3 separate regions of the Mus musculus genome follow, and all the other regions are linked to region 3. The links are chromatin contacts, called in public Hi-C and HiChIP or PLAC-seq maps. All regions are on one chromosome and are shown on one strand. Each heading gives the region's core, a stretch centred on a gene start, on an enhancer-like site or on the middle of the called end of the contact. The rest is flanking DNA. Distances are from core to core; before and after follow the strand shown.

Evidence for each region. A called contact is a pair of places that touch in the nucleus more often than the background predicts. HiChIP or PLAC-seq counts read pairs in DNA pulled down with a chosen protein or histone mark.
Region 1: a Hi-C map of muscle stem cells shows a contact between it and region 3, with 5 times the contacts expected there. The contact joins the promoter of Ltbp4 here to the promoter of Plekhg2 in region 3. A contact is called at or near these places in 2 of 39 promoter capture datasets (embryonic stem cells and maxillary cranial neural crest), 1 of 484 Hi-C or Micro-C datasets (muscle stem cells) and 1 of 115 datasets of contacts at active chromatin or transcription factors (embryonic stem cells).
Region 2: a contact with region 3 is called in an H3K27ac HiChIP or PLAC-seq map of bone marrow-derived dendritic cells, with 3 times the contacts expected there. The contact joins the promoter of Sipa1l3 here to the promoter of Plekhg2 in region 3. A contact is called at or near these places in 1 of 39 promoter capture datasets (liver), 2 of 115 datasets of contacts at active chromatin or transcription factors (bone marrow-derived dendritic cells and double positive thymocytes) and 1 of 9 other capture datasets (liver).

The regions. Positions count from the first base shown.
Region 1 is chr7:27,331,648-27,335,503 of GRCm38.p6, reverse strand. It overlaps Ltbp4 (latent transforming growth factor beta binding protein 4), which reads left to right and starts at 1,856. Exons shown (of 30, transcript NM_001113549.1): 1 at 1,856-2,149. The coding sequence starts at 1,900. All of the region lies in intron 1 of Gm30543 (a long non-coding RNA gene), which reads right to left.
Region 2 is chr7:29,503,653-29,507,441 of GRCm38.p6, reverse strand. It overlaps Sipa1l3 (signal-induced proliferation-associated 1 like 3), which reads left to right and starts at 1,982. Exons shown (of 23, transcript NM_001081028.1): 1 at 1,982-2,148; 2 at 3,527-3,591.
Region 3 is chr7:28,370,428-28,374,243 of GRCm38.p6, reverse strand. It overlaps Plekhg2 (pleckstrin homology domain containing, family G (with RhoGef domain) member 2), which reads left to right and starts at 1,582. Exons shown (of 19, transcript NM_138752.2): 1 at 1,582-2,384; 2 at 2,999-3,129; 3 at 3,747-3,816. The coding sequence starts at 3,021. It overlaps n-TIaat16 (a tRNA gene), which reads right to left and starts at 1,245; the gene lies at 1,151-1,245.

The DNA.
Region 1 (3,856 bases), core at 607-3,106, 1.0 Mb after region 3:
AAGTGCACAGGTCTAGAGGGGTGCCTGACCCCAACACCTTCGGTGCCCAGCCCCAGCCGCAGTCCCGTGGAGAAGAGTCAGGTATCCCTCAACTGGCAGCCACTGACGTAAGCATATAATTCCTCCCCTTCCAACACACACACACACACACACACACACACACACACACACACACGCACGCACGCACACGCACACTGGCCTTTCACTATTAACTCATTGTCTGTGTTTCTGTTTATTCTTCCTTGCCTGGCTGAATCATTGGGTCTTTGCTTCTTGATCTGTTTCTGTCTCTACGCCCCACCCACTTTTCCCTTCCCATCCATCTCATATCGCTTCTCTTTCCATACCCTTTTTTTTTTTTTCTTCTTCCATAGTCCTTTCTCTGAAAGTATTTCTCTAAAGATATCCCAAGCCTTGCTCCCAATAAAAGGGCTGGGGGCAATGTTGGGCAAACCCACTCCTGGAAGTGCTCCTGGCTTAGGAGGGTTCCCCCCCCCCTTGAGGTGAGGAGGCCAATTTAATAGTAGTGACAGCCTCTTCCACCCTCTTCCACCTAGTTTGCAGGAGGCCCGAGCTCTGCTGAGGCAAAGGCGGCCCCGAGGGCCGTGGGCCCGGGCATTGCTGAAAAGAAGGCCCCCACATCGCGCCCCTGCCGGCCAGGCCCGGGGTAAGAACATCCGCCCTTCCTCCGTGTAGGGGGTGGAGGGGGGTGGTTCCGGGCCAGATAAAGCCGTCTGGTTCCCACGGTGCTGCCGCCGCCTACCAGTCCCCTATTGTAGCTTGGTCCACCCCACTCCCCAGGATGCGGCCACCTCTAGGGACCCCTGCGTCCGGCAGTATGAGGTGAGCCAGGGACAGAACTAGACGCAGGCCAAAGGCGCTGACCCATCAGGGTGGGGCCGGGAAGCCAGGCGTCCGGGCTCCCGTGGCTGAAGAGGGGGGCAACTCGCCCAGCAGAGAGCGAGGCTGAACCAGTCCAGACAACAAAAGCGATTGTGCGGGTTGGCGCCTGCCCCGGCACAAAATGCCCAAGATTGCGGGACGGCTGGGGGCCAAAGACCTTTCCCTCTTACATGCCAGACCGTCCCTTGACCCTACTTTTACTACAGCCCGGTACCCCAGATTAGAGCACTCTATAGACTCAACTACCCTCAGAAGCCCTCTCCTGCTGTGTGGCCTTCAGCCCAGATGCATCCCCCTCCTTCCTAAGGTTTTCCAGATGTGTGCCCCAGGCCAGATGTGAGGACCCCCGCCCACAGCTTTATTCATTCTGACCTCTCCCACCAGGTGTAGAGAGTCTTGGTGTGCTGTGGCGTCTTCAGGTGTAAGCGCCTTAGTCTCCTCTCCAGAATTCAGCTCCTCTAATTCCTTTATGTGTCCTGTACACCGACCCTTCTCGTCACCCACAGATGTACCATCTTGCTGCCCAAATGTGCCATCCTTGTCCTCTATCTAGATGAAGCCTCTTCCCCCCCACCCCCTACCCCCGTGCCTGGTCAGAGGATCAGTCTTCAGCTGGCTCCCCAAATGCGGCCCCCATTACTCTAATGGATTTCCTCTCAATGGATTCAACTCTCTCTGGGAGCAAACCCGCCCGCCCCCACCTGTTCCCTTCCCTGCTACTCCCCATAGGCCCCATCCACTTGTTGGAGCACGGGTGGGAGCAGAGGGGGCGCCCTCCCCTCCCCCCTGCGAGTCTAGCGCCCAGCCTTCGCGCCTCTGGCTAAGCGCCCAGCCCCACGCGCCCCCGCGCGGCCGCCCGGGAGGGAGCGATGGGGAGGGGGGGCTGAGCGGGGGCGCGGCCGCCCTCCCCCGCGGGCGGGCGGGCGAGCGGGCGGGCGCGGCCGGGCCCCTCGGGCGGGCTGGGGCGGCGGCGCGGTGGAGCGCGGCGCTGCAGCCATGGCGGGCGGCGCGCAGCTGCTCTGGGTGTCGCTATTGGTGCTGCTGGCGCAGCTGGGGCCGCAGCCCGTACTGGGCCGACCCCGAGAGCGTCTTCGCGTGCGCTTCACCCCCGCTGTGTGCGGCCTGCGTTGCATCCACGGGCCCACTGGCTCCCGCTGTACCCCGACCTGCGCGCCCCGCAACGCCACCAGCGTGGACAGCGGCGCGCCCGGCGGGGCGGCCCCGGGGGGACCCGGCTTCCGCGCCTGTGAGTGCGGGATGGTGCTCCCAAGGGAGGAGTGCCCGGAGGGAGGACCCTGGAGACAATGCCTTAGGGAGCAGGAGCCCAGATTCCATGTACAGAAATGCTGGGGACTCCGTGGGGTCTTTGAGGAAGGGGGCTCTGAATTCCTTATTTGGGGAGTGGATCTCCAGGGCGCTGATTTCAGGAGCATTGAGTGTTTTTGGAACTGTGGTGTCCCACGTGAACGGACTGAGACTAGCTTTCATCCCTTTCAGTCAAGGCGAGGATCTTAGGATCTGGGAACTTTTGAGATGGGGCCCAAATTCGCAGACTGTGCGTAGTGGGTCAGCAAGGAGTGTTTCAGAGTCGCATGGGGTGGTGGGGCATATCTCAAGTTTCTAGGTCTGTCTTTGAGTGGGGGAAGACTAGGAAAGTCTGGCATGGGACTGCTTGTGATGAAGAGCTAAGCGGGAGGGGACCCAGGAAAGACGGGGTGCCTTTCGGCAAGACCTGAGTTACAGCGGTTCCACGTGCGACAGATATCCAGATAGGAGGCCTGAGGAAAGGGCGCCCCCTGGGGGAGGAAGGGACCGGCTTGCGCTTCAGCTTCCTCTAGACAAGGGGAGCATTCTGGGGTTCAGGTGAGGTCAGGAGGGTGCGCCACCTGCTAGCCCAGAGTGTGGGGATGGACTTGGGGGTCGGGTTTTCATTGCTTCTCACCCCTTACGCCCTCCGGAATGGGGAGTGGGGCCCCTGGCGCCGAGAACTCGCCCAGGCTGGCCCCCAGCCAGCCCAACCCGGCCGGCGTGAGCTCATCTCCCGCCCGAGCCCCCGCCCGCTACCACTCCCTCTCTCCGCCCCTTCCTCCCTCCTTCCTTCACTCTCTCCCGGCCCAGCCCCAACTCGCCCGTGCCAGGCGCCGTGCCCAGACGGGTGCCAAACCCCTGGAGGCACAAGGAGGAACATGTGAAGGCGGGCTGACCTCGGCAAGACCCCTATGTCCTTAGCTTCCTGTTCTTCCAATGTTGTGGGACATGAAGTTAGTTTTGCCCATTTAGCAGCAAGCCCTCTGATATGGGCACCCTGAGCTGGGAGTCTGTATTCAAGGCAAGGGCAGGCAGTGAAATGACTTAAGAGACTAAGAAATGCCCCTAAACGTGGTGGCTTCCTCCCATCTGAGACACTTCCATTTTTCCAATCTTGCTTCTTTGCTGAGCCCTTCTTAAGCTCTGCCCTTAAAAAAAAAAAAAAAATTAAGGTACCTGGAGTCCAGGTTTAACGCTCCTGACAGGAAATCCGGGTTTTTGGATCCCGGATCCAAAGGTCCCTCTTCACCCAGGGGCAAACACTACAGGAACTCCTCCAGCCCAGTTTCTTCTCCCTCTTTGGAGGTACTCCTCCAAGCTGCGCCCCTCCCAGGAGAATTCTAATATTGTCACCCAGCGGCTTCTCGCTTCCCCTGAAACATTCAAGCATGAGCCTTAAGTGGAGATACTTCTCCCCCTCCAACATCTCCCCCGATTCTCTTCCCACGTAGCTTCATTTTTCCTTCTCTTTCTAAGGTAGCCTTCCCAGACCTATCCACACAGGGCCATTAATCAAGACTCGGGGCAACCAGATCCTTGGCTAGGGAGGAGTAGGACTTTCCAGCGATTCCTAAGGTCCCCGCAACTTGAGAGTTTTAACGTGCTAGAAACGATCAGACTCCACTTCTCCTTGTCCTCAGCTCCC
Region 2 (3,789 bases), core at 733-3,232, 1.1 Mb before region 3:
ACCAGCCCTGTGTGCATGCTTTTTGAGAGCTCACCCTGCTTGGCACCACCTGGGGTTCCCCCTGCTCCCTCCCACTCCTGAGCAAGATCCTTCTCACAGAGGCTTGACTCTGAGGACCATGGAGGGCTGTGGGGTGGACAGAAGGGGAGGATGTAAGTCAGGTGTAGGTTGCTAGCTCAAAATTGTGAACTCCGGTGGTTCTGGCCCAGTCCCCAACCATCTATGAAAGCGACATTCCTCTTACGGGCAGAATTTTTCCTCTGACCACCTGTGGACAGTGGTTGCCCTGGGAGACTGCGGAGGGCCTGAGAAATGTGACTTAACCTGTGTGCAAGTCCTGGGTCCTACTGGGCCCTGTATTGGTCTTGGGTTAGCCCAATGACCTCCATTTCCCTGTCTGCAAGGTAGAGCAGGTAGGTTGTGGGGGGATTGAAGCTTGTGAAATCATGCGACATGCCCGACTCACAGCCAGTGCCCCTTGAGGGCACGGGAATCTGCTTGTTGCAATTTCCTTTGGTTGTTTTCTTTTGTTTTGCCAGATTGTTCTCAGGTGACTGAGAGCTCCCTGCAGGCAAGAGCATCTTGGTTCTGGTTTACCGCAGTTTGATAAAGATGATAGTAAGAGTTTTAATTTGGCTCTTCGGGGTTTTTTTTTTTTTTTTTTTTTGTATGTGTGTGTTTGTTTGTTTGCTTGTTTTTTCGAGACAGGGTTTCTCTGTGCAGTCCTGGCTATCCTGGAACTCACTCTGTAGACCAGGCTGGCCTCGAACTCAGAAATCCTCCTGCCTCTGCCTCCCAAGTGCTGGGATTAAAGGTGTGTGCCACCACTGCCCGGCTTCATTTGGCTCTTCTGAGCCAGGGTTTGATGCTGATAGCCAGTCTGGCCTTATTGCAGCAGTTCCTCTTGCCTCAGTCTCCCAAATGCAGGGCGTACAGGCAGGTGCATCACACCTGGGAGTCTGTACTTTGCCATCAGACGTCTGGAGGTTAAGTCTGGAGTTTAGGCTGTAACTGTGAGCCAGGTGTTTTCCATTTTGAAGGCCCAGGTGTGAGCAGCCTGTGATAACACAGCTGAGAGTCATGGAACTGTTTTGGTTGTTCTTTGGGTTTTGTTGTTGTTGTTGTTGTTGTTTTTGTTTTTCTGTTTGTTTTTTTGTTTTGTGACAGCCTCCTGTAGCTCAGGTTGGTCCCTGAACTCACTATGCAGCTTTGAATGACCTTGAAATCCTGTCTGACTTTTCCAATTCGAAGATCATAGTCATAAGCTATTGAGCTCCATCTGTTACTGAGTGTTTGATGGGCCAGAGCCATGACCTCACTGGCTTTCTCTCCCAGGGTGGACACTAGACTCTTCACAAGGGCATATTCGCATAACAGTCAAAAGCTGGACTCTTGAGATATACTGCTTGGGTTGAACCCCCACTTGCTATGTGACCTCCGTCCTGTGACTTCTGTTCAACACTATCTGTAAAATAGGCGTGACCGTAGTTCCGACTTAAAGGCCCTGGAGAGACTGTAGTGTTTAGAGCAGCACCCTCCCAGAGCTGTGCTTCCAAGGCTGGGTGGAAGAGTCTGCCACAAGGTTTAATCATTAAGCCTCCAGCCTCTGCAGCCGGCACTGTCTGCAGAGGTGAGGGGCCCACCTGTGGGTAGGAAGGTTGTGAATGAAGCTGCGGGGCTTAGGGCAGGGATGCTGTGGCGCTGATCCAGCCCTGGCTCAGCACCGAGCAGGTGGCCTGTAACAGGCAGGCTTTGTTACCTCCGAGCTTTCTCCCAAACTCATTCAGACCCAAGACCACGTGTCTGATGAGTAAGGAATCCTGTTATTTCCCTTCCCCAAAGGGAATATTGGCAGAACTGGCTCTTTGGGGATGTGCCTGTGTGCAGAGAGCAGCCATCTCAGGGGAACTCCGGTAAGCTGGCGTGGCCTGAAGGCCACTGAATAAGTCGTTAGAAGCTGGCACTGCTGGTTCCTATTTCCGCATTCCAGACACCCACAGCGCAGGAGGAGGCACCACCCCAGGTCGGCCTAGGGAGCTGGGGCAGGTGGCTCTTGCCTAGGGAAAACCTGGGACAGGAGCCACACCTGGGGCCAACCTAGTAGCCACCTTCCTGGAGTGTGATCACGGCTGTGTTCCGGGACTCCTGGTAGGTGAGCGATGTCTCCTCACTTCGGTAGCACCTTCCAGAGAAAGTTAATAATCTGATTCTTCTTTGAGGGAAAGCTAGCTTCTCTCTCTCTCTCTCTCTCTCTCCCCCTCCCTCGCTCCCTCCCTCCCTCCCTCCCTTCCTCTCTCTCCCTCTCTCTCTCTCTCACCCCCTCTTCTCTTGTGAAGTGTTTACCTATCTGTTCCTAACCTGAAGAAAGGTTGGCCCAGTGTTGAGCAAATGAGAAGATGGAGGCCACGGACTCCCAGGGAAAGAATAGATGACTGTAGCTGAGCCCCTGCTGTCTGCAGACTTTGTTACCAGGGGCTGTGGTGCCCCAGCCCAGTATGTATGCTGTGTGGTCTTGGTAAATCCTGTACCCTCCTGGGCCTCAGTTTCCTCTTTTGGGGGAAACAGGAAGTAGTGGTAGTACCCACTGAGTTGTCATGCCAAGTGCCCCAGCTCCTCTGACCCTGCGCCTGTGGACTGCAGCTCAGGCCCCTTGCTCCCTGCTCTGGCCTCTCCCTGGCTGTGTCCTCTGCCTGTGGATGTAGTTGGGGTGGCATGTCCACCTGCCTTCCCACACTCACGTAGCCGTTCTCAGGACTAGCCTTCCAAAGCCACCCCCTCCTCAAGTCTCTGCTCAGATGTTCCCAACCCAGGGTGCCTTCCTCTCAGTCACCCTGGAGCCACCTCCTTCGCTGGATTTTTCTTCCACCTGCATCTCAACTGTTGGCTTCCTGGGAGCGCAGGCCAGGCCTTGGTCCTTCTAGAACAGTGCCTAGCCTGTAGCGGGGGTGGGGTGGGGTGCAGCTTCAGTTATGACATGAATGAATTTATGCTACTAGATGGCCCATTGGTGGATGGACGGCTAGCTGTTCTCACTTGGGACTGACTAGAGTGCCACCAGCGTTTCCAGGAAGCCATGGCAGTGGTTGGTGTGACCTGTCACCTCTCTCTCTGGTCTCTCTGTGGTCATGCAGCCATTCTTGGGGTCTGTCAGCCTCAAGCTGCTGGCTTCCTGGCCCCCAATCCCTTCAGGCGTCACAGCCTGGAAGCTGACAGTGGCTCATTTGGGCATTTTGGGCACATGGCATGACAGAGAAAGTGTGGTACCAGCGAATTAGAGAATAGTGGGGTAATCTCAGTAAGAGAGGATTTGTGCGTGCCTGCTATGTATTGGAAAGGTGACATAGCTCCAGGTTTCTGTGGCAGGAAGGCAGGGGAGATAAGAGTGACCTGACCAGCCTTGGTTTATCCTCTCCTCTGCTTTAGTAGGCAATAACTCTTGCTGTGCGCTGAGCAGGTTTTAATTAACCAGTGAGTTGAAGGAATCAGACTGTGTTGTAACTGACACGCTCTCTGTTTCTGGCTCCAGGTAGCAGCGACTGGTGCTGTAAAAATATCCCAGGCAGGCTTCCCCGAGGCGCTCCAGGGAGCCAGGTCAGTGGTCCTCCCTCTCAGGCTTCTCCAGCAGCCCCAAGCTCTGAGGCACCTCACGGGCCCACTGTTGCCATGTGACAGTCATGTGCCCTTCACCCTCCAGAGCCTGTTGCAGTGTGGAAGGCTGCCATGGCAACAGGTCACTGTTCCCTGAGCTCCAAGGAGTATCACTTTGAGGGAAGTTGAGGAAAAGCCATG
Region 3 (3,816 bases), core at 333-2,832:
GTTAGAACACCAGAGGCAAATCACAAAGGTCAAAATCCTCACCACAGCCAACAGCCTGCATCTCCACACCCCCACCTCTTCTCACCTGCTCCACGAACACACCCATCTTCAGCCTTAGAGTGTTATCTGGAACATCTCTCTGGTGTTCCCATGGCTCCTTCCCCTCCTCCAGGTGTCTGTCTGTTCAAAGATCTCCCCTGGGGCCGGAGAGATGGATCAGCAGTTAAGAACACTGGCGGCTCTGACAGAGCACCTGGTTTGATTCCCTGCACCATAACCCTCTGAAACTGCAGTTCCAGGGGATCTGCCGCCCTCCTCCAGTCTCTTTGGACACCAAGCATGAACATGGTACACAGACACACTTGCAGGCCAAACACCCATACACATAAAATAAAAACAGTCCATCCATGACAGCTATGATAATCTGCATCCCACCCTACTTATCCATACTTATCAGTAGCTAATCTAACGATACAGTTACACTCCCAGATGGTGAGGGAGCCAGGAGTTTAGGCCAGTCTGGGTAACATAGGGAAAGTCAAATTTTAAAAAAAAGTACTTAATTCGTAGACTTTCAGTACTCAGTCTCCTTAGTAAAAAGTCAAGTCCTCAGAGACAGAGGATACAGTTCCTAGTGAGTGGTCAGTAAAAAAAAAAAAAAAAAAAAAAAAAATCTGTTCAGAAACCTGTAGAAGACAAATATCCATAAAGAGTGTGTTGTAAGCATCCATCCATCCCTGGGATCTGAGATTTGGATTTTATCTGACGCCCAGGCCATCTAATAAGAGACGTTATTGCCCTCTGGCGACCAGAATAGAAACTGCAACTTTGGGACTGTTCCACAGACCATTGCAAAAAATTCACAAAGAAATGTTCATTCTTCAAAAATTCTGTAGTTTCCGGGTACAGTGACGCACGTCTTTAATACCAGTACTAGGGAGGCAGAGGCAGAGGCAGAGGCAGTGGCAGGCGCTCTCTGTGAGTTCGAGGCCAGCCCGGTCTACATAATGACTTCCAGACCAGCCAGAGAGTTACATGGTGAGACCCTGTCTCAAACAAGCCAAAACATTTGATTGAAATTATAAAATGTGAAGACTTCTAAACTGATGAGAGAACACCAGAAAAGAGGTAGATGAGTTAAAAAAAGAAGTGCTCCAGGTGAGGATCGAACTCACAACCTCGGCATCGCTTACGCCTAGCACTGACATATAAGTACCGCGCGCTAACCGATTGCGCCACTGGAGCTCCGGCCGCACCCTCGCGCCACAAAGTCCTTCAGTCAGTTGTAGTCGCAGGACTTTGTTGAACGGCTCGGCCCAACATTGCATATGCAAATATAAAGCCCGCCGATCGACCAATAAGAACAAGAGTGTGAGACTATTCCAGATTCTCACGCCTCCTGGGCCCTTGCTGTAAAAGGTAAAAAGTCCTCCCGGCTCTAGGCTCTTGGAATGTGGGCGGTGACTCGCCGTTGGAACCGCTTGCTTGCAATTATTCAGAGTAGGGGGCGGGGATTTTAAAAGCCTTTACGGGAGGGCGTGCCGGAAGGCGGCCCCTCCCCCCAGCAGGCGGGAACAGGATGTGAGCCGCGGCGGCGGCAAAGGGGAGGAGAAGCCTTGGGCGGCCGCCCCCCGCCCCACATCTGGGACCCGACTCTCCCCGCCCCAGATGCGGCGTTGCCGCTGCCCCCAGAGCCCCAGGACACTCATCCCGGAGCCCGAGGCGTTCATAGTCTTGGGCCCAGGCGTCCGGGAACTCTGTCCCGCGTTTTAAGAGACCCGCAAGTCCCGGCTCCCGCAGAGGGGCCGGGACCTCTGATGTCCAGCGCCCCCTCCTGGAGGAGCCCGGGGCTCGGGAAGTCAGCCCCGAGGCTGGAGGCCCGTCCCGTACCCGGCTTCGAAGACCGTAGGATCTGTGGCCGTGCATCCTTCCCACGGGGTCCCAACTCTGAGTCCAAGACCCCCTCCTGGAGCCACTTGGGGACAGGACCTCGCGCCTCGACTTAGGGCTGCAGCATCCATCACCTCCAGGAGACCGAGGAGTTAGCCAGTCCTTGCGGTCCCTCCCGGAGGTGACTTCACTCCTGCCCCTCGGGTTCTGGAAACTCTGGAATCCCGGTGCTCCCGACAACACACAGCCCTACCTAGAAGACTGAGGAGTTTGGGTCCCCAGCGCCCTGGTCTGAGACTCGAGTAGAGGGTTGCAGCATCTTCTATTTAGAACACCGAGACTTCGGACTCCGGATCCCAACTCTCCCCGGATTCTGGAGTCCGAGAACCCCAAGTTCACGACCTTAAGTCTGGGTTGTGAGCCTCCCCAGGGATCGCGCGTTACGGTCCAGACGCGCGGGACTCCCGACCCCAAGGCCCGTGGCTCCCCGGGAGGTGAGGGGAGCGAGGGGCCCGGGGCTGGGGGAGGGGGCGGCGCCGAAGCGGAACAATGAGGGGGCGTGCCGGCGGGGGGTAGCGGAGGCGCCGGCTGGAGTTGGGGGCTGCAACTGCACAGGGGAGAATCCAACGGTGGGGACCGCGGTTGGGGCGCCGAGGGACCGACTGGAGCTGGGTGGAGGACTCGGGGCCAGCGCCCCAGTACGCCGTCTTGGGCGGGGTAAGGAACAGTCTGTAGGACCCTGGCATCCGGTCCCCCAGCCTCCGCCCTCCCCTGGGACCCCGCGGCCTCTCCCGCCCACGGTTTTTCCCAGCCCTGCCCCTCGCCCTCAGCTTCAGCCTGAGCCTGAGAGTTCCCAGGATCCCTGAGCCTTGGGAGGGGGGCCCCCAGACAGATGGGACTTGCAGACTCAGGCACTTTTGCTGTCTTCGTTCTTTGTCTCAACCTTTTTCCATCTTTGGCTTGTATTCTCAGCCCCTTCTTCCTGTCACTTTGTATCTTCTTGGGGCCCCTCCTTGAGTTTAGATCAGCTTCCAGCACCCTATCTGTGAGTAGGAGCGGCCGAGAGACCGGTGAAGTCTAGTTCCCAAGAAGTGGGTCTCTTCTGTAGGTCGGAGTTGTGCCACTCAATCATGCCCGAGGGAGCCCGGGGATTGAGCCTGCCCAAACCCAGCCTTAGGCTCGGGTGTGGCCACCAAGGTGAAGTTTGCGACTGCGCAGCAGTGAGTGACACTCCAACAGGTGAGCAGCCCAGACAGGTGGAGCCTGTGGGCATTTGTCCCTTCCTTCAGGACAATGAGCATCCCTCTATAGCTGGCCTAGTGCTGAGCATGGCCAACATAGCCCAGCCCTGTCACCACGGAGGAGACTGCTAAGCTGAGAATTCAGGAGAAAGGAGTTGGACTCAAAGAAGAATTCTGCATGCAGGGAGCAGTATGTGCAGAGGCTCACAGCTGCACCTTTAAGTAACTGGACAAAGTTGAGTGTGAAGAGGTGGGGGGCTGTTGAGAGCTGAGTGGTGGAAAGGGAACTGGGTGAAGGGTTCTACCATGGCTGCATTAGATGGGGCCCCGTGCGTGTGAGGAATTTGGACTTGAACATAAAGGGCCTGTGCTTATGTGAGTGACAAGGTCAGTTGGGCAGATTCACAACGATAGGTGTGGTTGATGGAAGATGTGAATAAAAGCACTGGAGGTTTAGGTCCCAGAGAGGAAGGAGCATTGATAGGTACTGAATCAGACTGGAGAAGTAGAGGAGTGGAGCAGAGACCTGTGGGGACTGTCACCTGAGTGTGGGTGACCATGGGGACCGTAAGACCGTGTGTCTGGGAAGCCCTGACCACTTGCTCCCTACCTCAGCAGCGCAGGCAGCCACCACCATGGCTTCTCCAAGGGGTTCTGGCAGCTCCACTTCGTTGAGCACTGTGGG